2 separate regions of the Rattus norvegicus genome follow, and region 1 is linked to region 2. The links are chromatin contacts, called in public Hi-C maps. All regions are on one chromosome and are shown on one strand. Each heading gives the region's core, a stretch centred on a gene start, on an enhancer-like site or on the middle of the called end of the contact. The rest is flanking DNA. Distances are from core to core; before and after follow the strand shown.

What was found. A called contact is a pair of places that touch in the nucleus more often than the background predicts.
Region 1: a Hi-C map of the A7r5 cell line shows a contact between it and region 2, with 2.3 times the contacts expected there. The contact joins two enhancer-like sites. A contact is called at or near these places in 2 of 12 Hi-C or Micro-C datasets (the A7r5 cell line and frontal cortex).

The regions. Positions count from the first base shown.
Region 1 is chr2:250,766,604-250,769,541 of GRCr8, forward strand. No RefSeq gene overlaps it. Among named protein-coding and RNA genes, the nearest start is that of Lrrc7, 470 kb to the left of the region's middle. Within about 2 kb of position 1,643, at least 19 of the 93 cell types and tissues checked have an H3K27ac peak or open chromatin away from gene starts, as enhancers often do.
Region 2 is chr2:249,911,580-249,914,279 of GRCr8, forward strand. It overlaps Lrrc7 (leucine rich repeat containing 7), which reads right to left. Exons shown (of 27, transcript NM_057142.2): 11 at 426-570. Among named protein-coding and RNA genes, the nearest start is that of Trnaa-agc26, 13 kb to the left of the region's middle. Within about 2 kb of position 1,427, at least 2 of the 93 cell types and tissues checked have an H3K27ac peak or open chromatin away from gene starts, as enhancers often do.

The sequences.
Region 1 (2,938 bases), core at 393-2,892, 860 kb after region 2:
CTGATTTAGAAGCAGTGTGTTGATATTTGTATGTTGGGTCTAATTCTCTCTTCTTCCTGAAGACACTGCTCATTTCAAGGGTTAGCAAAACATCGTCAAATCCTGTAACTCCATTTTGTAGAGAAAGTTTGGCAGGATGGATACAGCCATAGACATTTGTTTATGTATTATCTTGGCTATGTCTGGACTAATACTGAAGAATCAAGCAGCTTCAATAGAGACTTATATAGCTTGTAAAATCTGAGATATTTATTATCTTGTCTTTTACATCAAAATTTGGCAATTCTTAAATTACTAATAACTGATATATGACCTCATATTCCCTGTTTCCAAACCAACTTTTTTAATTATTTATTTGTATTTATATGAGTACATTGTAACTGTCTTTAGACACAAACTAGAAGAGGGCATAGGATTCCATTACAGATGGTTGTGAGCCACCATGTAGTTGCTGGGAATTGAACTCAGGAACTCTGAAAGAGCAATCAATGCTCTTAATCGCTGAGCCATCTCTCCAGCCCCCAAACCAACATTTAACAGTCACTAATAGTCAATTGAAATGCAAATAATAAACAAATCTGTGGAATATACATGTGATTGGCAAGTAATTGTTGTTATTGATGATGAATTAGATAGAGAAATGGAAGCATTGATAAGTCAAAAATCACAGAGTTGATGGAGCACCAGCTAACAGAACAGTTTTCCTGTGACCTGAGTGTCTCCTCAAATTTTGAGCAAAAGCTCCTTTATTTGACAATGGAAATCATTTAGAAAATGTTTCTTCTTTCTGAGGACCCTGCCATGAAACCTAACAGACCTCACAGAATGCTATAACTTATGAGAAACCCAAATGAGCTAAGTCTAATGAACTATCTACCTTCATATTGGAAAGTGCAGTTGGAAAAGATCTAACTGCAATTCTCCAAAAAACACTGTACAGCAAATGAAAGATAGGGGTGGGGTATGGGTGCTTTTCATTCTGGTACATTCAGAAATTTTGTTTTAACCTTAAATCTCATGATCTTGTACTTAAATGCCAAGCATAAAATTGCCATAGCACCGTGTTCTTACCCTTGAGAGGGACATTGGTTTTAAGCTTCTGATTTTGGCTTTGTGTTGTAGCATGTAGAGAACAATGCCCTCTCAATTATCTGAAAGGAATACTGTGCATGTAGATTTCCAATACACCCACACCCCAGAGATAATGCCAGGGAGCTAATCAAATGCTTTTCTGCCTGCACAACTGTGATACCCAAAGCTGCTAGGAGCATCATTTTTAGACATCCGTGGGAGGGATTCTTTTTGTAATTCCACATTTCGTCTACTCCCACCACATGTCTAGGCTTTGCCTTCCAGAGGCACTGCTACACTTTCAGAGATTTCCCTTTTTCTCCCCTACCTCTTCTCTTCTCTTTGCTCCATACCATCCTCCTCAACTCCCTGCCAAGGACTGGGCTTCTGGGTTAAGTGGCCCTCTAGTGTTAACAGCTGATGTTTTAAGAACTAACAGAACTCTTGTCTGCCAGTGGATCCAGTTCCCCAACTGGGCTGCTTTGTCAGGCACAAAGATGTCCTGCAGTGATTTGATGTGGTTGGTTGGTACTCAGGAGGTCCTCCTCCTTCTCAGAGGAGAAGGGAAGAGGAGGTGGGGTAAGGGACTGTGTGTTGGGGAAAGGGGGCTGGGTGGAGAGGAGTGACTGAGATCCAATGTCAGCCAGTCCTTTCTCTACTCCTAGTATTCCCTCTGGTAAGTTCTCCTCCCATTCCACCTTCCCCTTCTCTTTTGAAGGAAGCCATTCTGGATATCACCCAACCCCGACTAAATTCTCTCCCATGGAGGCCAGACGAGGCAGTCCATTTAGGGACATAGGATCCACAGACAGGCAGACAGGCAACAAGCTCTGGGACAGCCCCTGCTACAGTTGTTAGAGGCCCTGTATGAAGACCAAGTGCTCATCTGCTACATATGTGCAGGGGGCCTAGGTCCAGCCTGTGCTTGATCTTTAATTGATGATTCAGTCTCTGGGAGCCCCCAACGCTCCATGTTAGATGACGCTGTCAGTCTTCCTGTGGAGTTCCTGTCCTCTTTGGGTCCCTCAATACTTCTTTCACCTCTTCCATTAAGACTCCCAGAGGTCCATCTAATGTTTTGGTGAGAGTCTCTGCAGCTCTTTCCATTGGCTGCTGGGTAGATCCTCTCAGAAGACAATGGTTCTAGGTTCCTGTCTGGGAGCATAACAAAATATCATTAATAGTGTTGAGGATTCATTCTTGCCCATCGGATATGTCTATATTTAGGCCAGTCATTGGTTGGCCATTCCTTCAGTCTCTGCTCTATCATTGTCACTGTATATCTTGTAGGCAGGACACATTTTGGGTTAAAGTGTTGTGTGTGGGTTGCTGTCCTTATCCCTACACTAGTTGGCTACAGTGAGTGGCCACATCAGGATCCATATCCCCCATTGATAAGAGCCTTAGCTAGAGTTGCCCCATAGATCCTCTGGGTCCTCTGTCAATCCCAGGTCTCTGCATGTCCTAAAGATTGCCCACTTCTACTACAACCACTCCTTTCTCTCTCTCTTGCTCTCCCTACATATGATCTTCTCCCTACCCCTGACACCCTTCCCATTCCCTGTTCTACACAGGGTTCACTCATACACAGAAGTTCCCTTTATCCTTCCATGGGCCTAAATCTATTTAGTTTCCCCTTCTGAGAAAGATTCAATCATCCTTTTTTGGTTGCTCCTTGTTACTTGGCTTCTTTAGGTCTGATGATTATAGTATGACTATCCTGTACTTTACAACTAATATCCACTTACAAGTGCATAGGTATCATGCATCTCCTTTTGGGTCTGGGTTACCTCACTCAGGATAATATTTTCTTGTTCCATCTTTTGCTTGTGAAATTCACAATGTCTTTGTTTTTAATAACTCTATA
Region 2 (2,700 bases), core at 177-2,676:
TATTTCTACTTACAAGCAACTTACAACATATTCAGGACAATGCGACTTTTAAAGACAATGGAGCTAAGAAGTTAATTTATATTCACACATTTTTGTGTTATTTACCAGTTATTTCAATATAAAAACAGCCACTATCGCCAAACAACTCTAAATCTAAACTCTTACTTCTCATGACAATACCACAATTCAGGACATTTGATAATTTTAAGATATACCAATTTACTAGAGTTAGATTTGGCAGTTAAAGTTAACAGTTCATTTTACGGTATTCTTAATATACGTTTTATGATCTTTCATGGTAAATTTGCTAATTTGTTAATGTCAGGCTAGAAGTATCTTACCTACATGTGTAAACAAGTTATGCTGCCAAAAACGAAAACTGTACACTTGATATAATTACTCATAACAAGATGTTATATCCTCACCTATAGAGTCCGGCAGCTGTTGCAACATATTGGATGATAGTAAGAGGTCCTCGAGGGCTTCACATCCAGAAATATCCATGTCAACCGTTTCTATCCTGTTTTTTGACATATCCAGGTATACCAACATCTTTAACTTCCCTATAGACTTGAAGACAGTGCATAAACTCAGGGTTAGTTGGGGGAACTTTCATAAGGTTCTTGAAGCTGTAAAAACCACAATGAAATTAATTTTAATGCCACCACAGCAATAGGAAGGGTATGGAAGCATTGATCAAATGTACACTGGTTGGAAATGGTTATGACTGTATCCATTTGGAAACACAGAAACCCTATGTGACCTACATACCTCTAGACCTATTCTGCAGAACAAAGCCACATGTGCACAAAAATGGTCATGGATACATTATTCACAGCAGCTAATCCTACCTCAGTGACTGCATAGGAAGGCAAAAGTGGCCTGCCCACAGAATGGATGTTATTTGGCAGTAACAGTGAGTGAAGTGTTGAAATGTGCTTCAAAATAGATGAACTTTGAAAGGTGCAAGTCACAAAAACCCACACAGCATAGATCATATGCAATCTCCGAAACTGATAAATTTATAGACAGAAAGTAGAGAAGATTGCCAAAGATTTAGGATTTCTTTTAAGGGTGATGGAAATGTTCTAAAGTTAGGTTATGATGGTGTTTATAGAACATTGTGAGTCTGCTAAAAAATCTGCCGAGTTGTAAATGCCTGTGAATTATATCTCACTGCAGTGGTTATAGATAAATTCTGAGTCAATGCACAGTCAGAGCACAACAGTTCTCAAAGTTGCCAATGGAGCACTGAGCATTGCATATTTTCCTTAAGGTTCAGATGTCTCTGAAATAATTAGAATTATATTTTGGACATGATTCTGCTAATTAGAGTATGGGAGGCAAGGAGGGCTTTATAGATAAGGACTAGGGGAACCTGAAGTGTTAAATACACAGGGTTGTTCCTTCAAAGAAAGGAGTTCACAGCCTGTCATCCACCCAGAAGCCTGGAAAAAGATATTAATAGCCTGGTTACCTTTGTGAGATCTTTGTGGGTAAGACTACACTGGACCCTTATCATAAGCTTGTTTTTCTCAGTCAATCTAGAGAACCCGTCTGTATGGAGGTGTCAACTCTACAAAGAGTTTTGATGTAGAATATTTGATCTTTATTTAAATTACTTTGTTCTTCAAAGAGATTTATGTTTGCTTTATTGTGAATGTTGAACTGAGTTAATTATCACCTGGGAAGTTTTCACCAAATTGTGCTTTGCTTAAATATACCTAAAGTAAGCTACTCAGGGTCAGACTCCCAAAATTTGAACCAACATTAAGGTTCTTAATCATACTGAACTGAACTGCTTTCTTCCTTCCCACAGATCATTACTCTGCTGGCCATGCTGGTCACAGAGACCCCTGTATTAGAGTTTCAACATTCTGCTCGTTCACTCTCCATTTCTGAGACTCCCTTTTATATACTACTATTTGTGTTATTTATTGCAGACAACACCATGAGCCAGGCAGCAATGTCTGGGAAGACATAGATGAAGTCAAAGGCATTTTAAGTTTTTGAAACGAATTGTCATTGTGAAGGACAGGCTGGTTTTCAACTCAAAAACATTTCTGTTCCCTTTTTCCAAGGACTTTGATCATAACTACTCAACACCATAATTGTCAAAAACAAGGTTTTTGTCTTTAGGGAAGTTTTTACATTAGTGAGGGCAACATCCAAAGAAACAATTAGAAACACTCTTTATAGGTGAATGAAAATTCACATGGGAAATAGCACAGAAGAAAGGAGAGAGAGAAAAGACTGTACAACAATTGTTATTTGTCAAGAAAGTGGAAATTCAAAGGTATTGAGATGGTTCAGTGAGTAAAGTGCCTGCTGTAAAAGCCTGGAGACCCTAGCTCAATTCATGCTGAAACCAGGCATACTGGCAAATGCTCACACTCCAAGTGTTAGGGAAGCAGAGATAGACCTGTTACACATAGAGCCGGTCTAGCTGAGCTAGTGAGCTCTAGGTATAGCAAGAGATGCTGTCTCAAAAATAAGATGGAGACTAATTGAGAAAGACATCTAACATCTATCTCAGGACTCTGCATGTGTGTGCGTGCACCATTTCTTATACAGAATCTCAGCATTCGTGGATTTTGGTCTGTGATAAACAGAATCTTGGAAGAATCCCCTAGACACCAAGGAGCTACTGACAAAAGGATAGAGTATTTTGTCTGTATAGTAGCTAGATCCCCAAGGTAG